2 separate regions of the Vulpes vulpes genome follow, and region 1 is linked to region 2. The links are chromatin contacts, called in public Hi-C maps. All regions are on one chromosome and are shown on one strand. Each heading gives the region's core, a stretch centred on a gene start, on an enhancer-like site or on the middle of the called end of the contact. The rest is flanking DNA. Distances are from core to core; before and after follow the strand shown. Region 1 holds the start of ERCC5 (ERCC excision repair 5, endonuclease). Region 2 holds the start of TPP2 (tripeptidyl peptidase 2).

Region 1 (4,700 bases), core at 149-2,648, 240 kb before region 2:
AGGAGGACGGAAAGGAGGAGAATGCTTAACGAATAAAAAGACCAAACTTTCACGAGTATTCATATTTTGATAAAGAAGACAAACATTTGGGAAGGCGTTGGGAGATGGGGTAACTAGGTGCTGGGCATTAGGGAGGGCACATGATGAGATGAGCACTGGGCATTATACTGTATGTTGGCAAAATGAATTTAATCTTTAAAAAAATAATAAAAAAGAAAAGGAATACAGGATCACAATTTAAAAAAAAAAAAAAAAAGAAAATTAAAACGTTTAATTCCAAAGACACCAAACCAGACAGATACACAAACGACGGTCCTTTAAAGTCCTTCATAGAGACTAGGAGGAGAAAACAAAACAACCAACCAACCACTGTTTCTCTTTTGAAGCCTTCCCAGTGTTGCACAACGTCGCTTTCCTATTCCAAAACCCATAATAAAAAATAGTAAAAGTTACTTTTCAGAAAAGAAAAGAAAAAAAGGTCGAACCCCTGTCCCCACCACCCTTCTTCTAACAAGCCTAGTGGGGCAGAAGTCAGGACAGACAGTACAAGTCCCGGTGGGGAAGTCCGCCGCGTCTTCTCCATGCTCACCTCCCAGCAGGGATCCTACTTCTAAGCCTTACAACGTTCACGAAGCTCCTTCCACTTACGTGACCCCCTTATTACTCACACCAACCCTGCGTGTGGATACTACCATCGCTGCCACCTTCCAGACGAGAACGGAGGCGCACACACACCCTAGGATAAACCCCGACGACTGCGATCCTGGGTGGCCTGACCCCAAAGCCGGGAAGGGCAGACACTCGGGGAGAGAAAGGGTCATCAAGGAGGTGGACGGCACCGCCCAGGGCGCCTGGCCTCCTGCCCAGCCACCCCGCGCCCAGTGGGGAGCCCACAGCGAGGAACTGGGACCTGGCGAGAATCCCGCACCCGAGGACACGTCAAGGATACCCACGGCGAGGATCTTCCCTTCCAGGGTCTCCGGGCTGACCTGCCGCCCGGAGCACTCCAGCAGCTTCCAGAGCCCGTGGACCCCCATGAGGCTGCGGCGACAGGCGGGGCGGCAGGCTCGCAACGCTCCCACCCGGGGAAGCCCGACAACAACGCGGCCGCAGCGGTACTTCCCGGTGGCGACGCTGCCTCACAGGAGAAAGGCGGGACCAGGGAGGGGCCGGCGTCGGGAAGAGCAAGTCCTCCTCTCGCCCAAGGCTTGCCCCAAACCTACGCACTCTAAAAGGAGGAGTGGGGGGGGGGGGCGTCGGCGAGATAAGCCGCCAGAAGGGGCTCCCCCCCACACACACACACACAGCCTGTCTCCTTAAGCTAGTGCGTAAACCGACGCAAAACGGGAGCGCCCCGCTTCCGTCTAATGCAGGCTCCAGGCGGAAGTCCCGCCTCCTGGCACACGTATATTGGCTGCGCCTCTCCACCCCGGAAGCGGGGTGGCTTCCGTCGCTGTGCGTGCGTCCTGCTGTTCCCGAACCGCCTCCACGCGGGCATTGTCGCCGCTAACCCTCCCCGCGATGCGGAGTATCTGCTCGCTGACGTGACAGTTCTCCACGTGGCTCTTGCGGGTCAGTTTCTCCCCGCCCGCCGCCAGTTCTGCAAACTCTTAATACCGACTATTGTTTTACATGAGAGGCGACAACAGAAAGGGGGATGCTTGGCTGAGGTTCTTAAATCAACACGTTTTTTTTCCCGACACCCTGTAGTAGCTAGATAATAATAGGGCATCGTTTTTAACTTAACCACCTTTTAAAAGCCTTAGCCCTTGAAATATAGTTTGGTGTTTCTCCGGTGTCTAAATTTAGGATTCCATGTTCCGTAGGTCAGAAGTGACGAGAGACTTGGTCGTGAGAGTAGTTGCTGGAAAGGCGGTTGCAGGCCCAGAGTCCGATCCCCACCACGCCGCGTCCTAGTGTTCGGGCTGGTTCGGGGTTTGGCTTTTCCTCTGCAGATGGGGCATAAGATCCATCTTACAGACTGTTTTAGCTAGGAATGCAGGTGATGTATGAAGACTGCTCACCACTACCATTCAATAAGTGATGACTCATCATACACATTGGTTCTAACTTGTATAGAAACGAGGTTGAAGCTCAATGGAAAGGTTGATTTAGGGCAGCCCGGGTGGCTCAGCGGTTTGGCACCGCCTTCGGCCCGGGGCGTGGTCCTGGAGTCCCGGGATCCAGTCCCACGTCGGGCTCCCTGCATGGAGCCTGCTTTGCCCCCTATGTCTCTGCCTCTCTGTGTCTCTCACGAGTAAATAAAATCTTTTTTAAAAATTACTTTTTAGGAAAACCATTGCACAATTTTGGGGGTTTGGGGGTTTGTTTTTTGTTTTGTTTTGTTTTTTGGGGGGAGTCTTTACTCCATTTGTGGAGTCATTCCCAGAAATGATTACTGGTTGTATTTTACAGAGGTTAATATAATTGCCTGTTCAATGTTTGTTGTCCCCCTCCCCTCCACAGGAGGCTATAGACTTACTGAAGCCAAGAGCTATTTTGTTGACTGTTAGGACCCCACATACACTCCATACACTTAGCAGGTGTTCCATAAATATTGCCTGAATGACTTCTTTCAACCTCTAAAGCTGTGGGGTGTATCTTGCATCCTCCTGAAAGAGAATGTCCACAAGTCAGGCAGCCCGTGGTCCAAATCCTGCCCAAGCCACATCATAACCCTGTGTTGGTGGGCTCAGCTCTCTGTGCACCTCCAAAATTTATGTGGCAAACCCCTAAACCCCAACACCTCAGAACGTGACTGTACTTGGAGATTGGCCTTTGAAGGGTGATTAAGCTAAAATGAGACTGTGAGGGTGAACCTAACCCATTCTGACTGGTGTCCTTATGAGAGGGAATTTGGGCACACAGACACCAAGGATGTGCACACTGAGGACGAGGCCTGTGAGGACACAGCGAGAAGGTGGCCGTCCACAAGGCAAGGAGAAAGGCTCAGGTAAAACCAAACCTGTCAACCCTTGATCTCAAACTTGCAGCCTCCAGAACTGCAAAAAATACATTTCTGCTGTTTAAGCACTGCAGTCTGTGGTATGTTATGGCAGCGCTAGTAAACGGAGACACCCGATGATCCTAAGCAAATTTCTTCACCAGTGAGGGTCTGGGAGGGAAATAGTGGTGCCACCTATTTCTTAGGGTTCTGAGATCGGTGATTTTTATATGAAACACCTAGTGGGTAATAGTGATCAAATTAGTTTGTTGAGCGAATGATCGAGGGAGAAAATGCTATGGGTAAAACTGATATGCAAACTGTGATGAATCCCGGAGCAAGTTGTCTGGTACAAGGCAAGTTTGGACGTGTTTTGGCTACTGCACCAGCCTGGCCTAATGATGGGGTGTAGCACTGGGGATAGGAACAATTTCAGGATTTCATCTAAAACATTTTTTATGTCTACAAGCTGGGTAAAAACAAATAGCAACACAGGCATCTGAATATTACATGTGCTTTTAAAACCAGAGCAACATTGCTTGAATACAAAATATTCTTTTGAGGGAACAGTCACAAGGGGTGTGTATTTGACTTACCTAAGGAGTTCTCAAGATTCTGAGCAGTAATACACACTTTTGGAGTAATAATAGCAAGCACTGTCTGCAAAGCACTCTTCTAAACACTGTACATGCATTCACTTATTCTTCAGAACAATTTATAAAATAGATGCCATTATCCCCAACCAATGCGGAAATAAGCACAGAAACATTAATCTTAACTTGCACGTAGTGATGCAAAGCTAGTGAGCATGGAACCAGTATTTGAAACTTCAGTGCTTCTATGGAGATTCCTAAGAAGCACTGACCAAGAAATCAAATGTGACAGGAATGTTACTCATCTTGAAAGAGAAGTGCACAGTGACTTGCACATAGTTTTGGGGGAATTAGTCTCTATAAACCTCAATGTGCTCTTAATAACTGCCGAACTTATATATCAAGTTATTAAGTAATCCTATATATCAAAACTTTTATAAAAATTGTTTATGGCCAATAGGTAATTCATATAAACTCATCCTCTTTCTTAGGTGTCACTGTATTCTTAATGTTGCATTGGTCTCCTTTCCTCTTGGTTCTATCTGTCTCTTCTCTGAAATGTGTCATTGAACTCAAACTGCTGATATTCAACCATGTTTGACCTACAAAAGTGACAACTTTGTTTAGGTCAAGCCCATATAACTAAATGTTCTATTTCCTATTTTGACGTCTTACAGGAATCTAAAACTATAGTCATAATTTATATCGTTCCACTGATTATAAAAGTCTGATACAAGAAAGTTTCTTCTAACACACTACTTAGGCACAATTGTCACAAACTTCCAACAGAATTCCAAGGGCACTCCCCACCTAAAACAAAGGTTCAAAGCATTCACACTGTTAAAAGTAGAAAACAAAACTTTATTTGATGAAAACTTCTTAAAAGTTCCAGTGTGAAGTAACAAAATCAACAACCTACAAATCTCCTCATTCCTTTGCATTTCACGCAAAATATTCTCTTCAGAAAAATGACCCTTTTGTAATATATATCCCTGTCTGTAGGCTAGGCATGTCTGAGTGGATAAATGGATATAAAATTCAAAAGAGAAGAAAATGAAAATATCCTAAAAATAAAAATCTGAACCCTCTTCCTTGAGGTGTATTGCAGTATGGTTACCAACACATTCAGCACCTTGTAATAATCAAGTTACTGATGTGAGCAT
Region 2 (4,663 bases), core at 1,269-3,768:
GAAAGACACAATCATTATGTACTTATTACTCCTCTCATCTGCCCACCCTCTACTTATTATAAGCCCAGGCAGCTGTCACCGAAGAGCACTGGGCCCAAAGCAATCATAGAATGACACTCTACTGCCTTCTCCCAAGTGTTCATTTGTGCCTTTGCAGACCCCCACTGGCTTTCCAAATGTCCACTTTGGCCTCCTTTTTTCATTCTTTCCTTCCTTTTTATTTCTATCTACCTTCTTATCTTAATGATGTATACATAGATCTACAAAGTTATTTGCTAAAGCAGGAAATGTCTAATGTGGGAAGCCTGGGTGGCTCAGAGGTTGAGCCTTAGGCCCAGGGTGTGATCCTGGAGTCCTGGGATCAAGTCCCACATCGGGCTCCCCACACAAAGCCTGCTTCCCTCTCTGCGTCTCTTGTGAATAAATACATAAAATCTTAAACAAAAACCCCCAAATACCTAACACATATTTATCCTTCATTTGATTTAAATACCAGCATAAACTTCTAAATAAACCTGCTCCAAAAAAAAAAAAATATTAGTGTTTACTTACCACTTTTCTTGAGCCCTTTAAAAAGTCACATGTAAATAATTTTCTCAATTTTCCTAGCAACACTGTGGCATAACTGCTGTTACTTTGCAGAGAGAAATGGAACAATAAGTGAAGCAGACTGGGAAGTTCTACAAAAGCATTTTTACTGAGACAGTACTCCTCCAAACCCTCCTGATCCTTTTATTATCCTGACAAAAAAGGAGCCAGTAAACACTTACCCCAGCTGTTCTCCTCCCACTTATCCCTATAAAAAGTAAACATACACTACAACAGCATGGAAACCATTACTACTGTGTAATAAAGCCTCAATGAGGTGATAGCTGTCACTGTTGTAAGTCTTCAGAGTTATTAATACAACAGCCCGTTACCACTAGAGGTACCAGGAAGGGACACATCACTTGCTATTCTGATTCACCAAGGCTGTCTGGCTCTGCCAGCCCGAGGTGTGTTGTACTCCAAAGGGCTGCTGAAGAATTCACAGGGGGAAGCAAGCCTCCTGGAGGGATGCGGCACAGAGACAGACCGGTTCCCTTTTTGCCCCCAAGACATCCTAACCTCGGAGAGCGCCACCTCAATTAAGAGAGCGAGCGTGCAATAAAAGATCCAAAGGCCAGAGGGTACTTGGGGGAGGAAGAGAATCATTCAACTCCAGCATCTGGTGTAGAAAGGAGGGTTAAGTAAGGTACACAGCGGACGGGCTCACAAAAGGAAGAGAGCAGCGAACGACAGGATTAGATTAGATTTTTAAGAGACGCATCCTCAACAATGGTGACATTTTAGGACTGTATTTCAGTAATAGGCTAAGGCGAAATTCACAAAAGTCAAACTCTGAAGACTTAGAATACTTTTAAGCGAGAGACACACATCTTTTAAAGTCACCTTTGGGTACAGTGCTTTAAAGATTTCGAAGGTGCCTATGGCAAAATCAATGAATTTTTTAAACTCGTAATTAGGGTATGTTGCCTTACACCTTGAGGCTAAAACAAAACCAAAAAACAAAAAACAAAAAAACATACGAACAACAACAAACCACAGAAGCCTCCTCTCATAAAGCCTGAAGAGTTCGCCAAAAACAAACTAAATTGGGTTCTCATGTAAAACAAAGACGAAACCAAGCGTTTCAATGACCCTAAACAAGTTACACTGCAGAAGATGGTTTAAAAATAGAACACGTAAAACTAGCAGAGGAAACAATTCCGGAAGTTGACCGAGTTATCTTCTTGAAACCCGGCTTTCATGCTAAGGACAGATTCTCCCCAAAACCAAATCTCCCCAACGACAGCAACCAAAATGAAGTTCCGAGAGGTCATCTGCCCCCTTCCTGCTTCCTCCCCACCCCCACCCAAAATAAAAAATGTGAAAATCGCAGGCAGGGGCCGGTGCCCGAGCCACGAGGGAGCTGCGGGGGAAGGGGCCCGAGGCCCGGGCCCGGCCGCACCGGGGCAGGAAGGGGATGCGGGGCCAAGGGCGGACCCAGGCGGCCCGGCCAGCCGCTTTTGTCTGGGCCGGGAGGGCTGCCCGGGCCGAGCCCCGAGCCCCGCGCCCCGCGCCCCGCGCCCGCCTCAGCCGGGGCCGGCTCCCGCTCGGCCGCACAGCGGGCTTCGGCCTGCGGGGCTCCGGGCCGCTCCCCTCCGCGCCCCCGGCCGGCCCGCGCCCCCGCCCCGCCCCCGCCCCGCGCCCGCGCCCGCCCTCCGCGGCCGCCGCACCTGCATGCCCGGAGCCCCGGGGTCGACCCCCGTGTCCAGGACTGCGATGAGCACCCCCCGCCCGTCATACTCCGGGTAGCGACAGAGGAAGGAGGCAGCCCCGGTCTCTTTCTTGGGCAGAAGGCCGTGGAAGGGGAAGGGCTCCTCGGCCGCGGCGGTGGCCATGGACGCAGGCTGGAGGACGAGGAAGAGGCAAACTGCCAGGCTGCGCGCGGACGAGCGGCGCGAGGACACCCGGGCGGCCGCGGGCCTGGGCGGGGGCGGGGGCGGGGGCGGGGCCGGGCGCCGGCCAATCGCGGCCCGCCAGGGGGAGGCGGCCAATCACGCACCGCGACGTCAGCCAAAGGCGCCGCTCTCCGGGGCCGGGCCGGAGTGTTGCCCGGGCCGCAAGGAAGGAGGCGGAGCCTGAGTGCGCGGGGCCGGGTCTCGCTTCTCCCCCCGGGGTCTTCAGGAGGCCGGCGCTTGGGATGGTGCTTAGGTAGGGGACCGGGCTCCGAGCGTGTCCCGGGCGAAGCGTTCCCCGACGGACCGGGAAGGAACTGTGCCGCCAGCGCGGCGGAGCCGGAACTCGCGCGGGGCGAGTGATGGTTTCCGCGCTTGGAGCCTTGGACCAAAGTTTTCGGGGTCCGCTGCGGGAGGAACGCCCCGACCAGGGAAGGGGCCCAGCCTCGAGCCCCAAGCCCCCAGCCCCCAGCCCCCAGCCCCTGGAGTCGCGGCATGTCGGCGGCTGGCCCGGACGTAGAGTTCCGAAAGACGGTGTTTGAGCCAGTGGTGTGGGGTTGGGGTCTCCCTGGGCACCGCTTAGGCGCGTGGGACAGGCCGGAGCCCCGGCGGCGGGAAGCGGGTCGGGGCCTTGCGTGGGACGCCGAGGCCCGCCCCTCCCGTCCTCGTCGCGTACTTACCTTTAGCTTCCCAGATTTCTAGGAACCACTGCTTGGCCCTTTAAGTCGAAGTTCCCCCGTTGTTCCTTAAGGTTCACTCAACTACCGACCCACGATCGGCAGTTCTGCGGATTCCCGGTAGCCATCGGTTGCTCCACGCCGCGCTCGTGGTTCTTTAGTGATCTGTGTGCACAGCTGGGCGACCGGAGCGCATCTGCGCCTCGGGTTACTTTGGCAACCTGCCGAGGCTTAGAGACCCCTTCTCAGCAATGCTTTTATTTTTTGAATTTTTTATTTATTTATTTTTAAAATATTTATTTATTATTTATGATAGTCACAGAGAGAGAGAGAGAGAGAGAGAGGCAGAGACACAAGCAGAGGGAGAAGCAGGCTCCGTGCACCGGGAGCCCGACGTGGGATTCGATCCCGGGTCTCCAGGATTGCGCCCTCGGCCAAAGGCAGGCGCCAAACCGCTGCACCACCCAGGGATCCCCTATTTTTAAAAATTTTTTAAAAGATTTTCTTTATTCATGAGAGACACACAGAGAGGCAGAGACACAGGCAGAGGGAGAAGCAGGCTCCATGCAGGGAGCCCGACGTGGGACTCGATCCCAGGACTCCAGGATCACGCCCTGGGCCAAAGGCAGGCGCCAGACCAACGAGCCACCCAGGCGCCCCTACATCACCCGCTTAAACATGTCCAGTTGAATGTTACTCTTTGATACCTAGTAGTGTCTGTTTATAAAATATCTGGACATATTCAAAGTCATATTCAAAACACGTATTTACCTAAGTTGTACACCCAACATGGGGGCTTGAATGCACCACCCCAACAGCAAAAGTCAGTGGCAGGTCTACCGGCTGAGCCAGCCAGGTACCCCCAAAATATATCTAAAACCAGTCATTTTACATCACTGTTTCTTGAAAGTTTATTTCCATTCTATGGTGTTTTCTCCTAATGAAATCCACATTTATAATGGAAAGTCAGTGATCACTTATGATCTAAAAGTTGTGTGTTAAAATTTAATTTTAAACGTCTTCCTGGAAAGAAAGTATGAAAATTTTTCTTTTGGATTAAGTTATCTTTTAATAACCAGAAAGTTGATCAAAACACTGTGGACAAATCTTAAACTTTGATTACAAATTGCTGAACAAAGGTCATTTAAAATGTAGCTTTCAAAAAGACGCGTGAGATGCATGTTACTGGGCTCTGTGATTAAAGATGGTTTTGCTGCCAGTATTCCAAATTGTCCCTTTTTGTTTGATGCCCCAAAGGCTACTTCCCCTGCAGACACTGCACAATAGTAAGATGATTTTTGCACCAAAAAGTGGTAGACCCAGATGTGACAGGTGCAAAGGAGAGTAAGTATATCCTTCCACCATATGCACATCTTCAAGCAGATACACTTAGAAAAGAGTAGATATGGGATGCCTGGGTGACTCAGCGGTTGAGCGGCTGCCTATGGCTCAGTGCGTGATCCCAGGGTCCTTGATCGCGTCCCACATCGGACTCCTTGTAGGGAG

The links. A called contact is a pair of places that touch in the nucleus more often than the background predicts.
Region 1: a contact with region 2 is called in a Hi-C map of skeletal muscle, with 3 times the contacts expected there. The contact joins the promoter of ERCC5 here to the promoter of TPP2 in region 2. A contact is called at or near these places in 2 of 3 Hi-C or Micro-C datasets (both in skeletal muscle).

Annotation. Positions count from the first base shown.
Region 1 is chr6:52,193,034-52,197,733 of VulVul3, reverse strand. ERCC5 (ERCC excision repair 5, endonuclease) reads right to left here and starts at 1,398. Exons shown (of 15, transcript XM_026008881.2): 1 at 950-1,398. The coding sequence starts at 1,037. It overlaps BIVM (basic, immunoglobulin-like variable motif containing), which reads right to left. Exons shown (of 10, transcript XM_026008882.2): 10 at 4,378-4,700.
Region 2 is chr6:51,958,303-51,962,965 of VulVul3, reverse strand. TPP2 (tripeptidyl peptidase 2) reads right to left here and starts at 2,518. Exons shown (of 29, transcript XM_026008891.2): 1 at 2,259-2,518. The coding sequence starts at 2,423.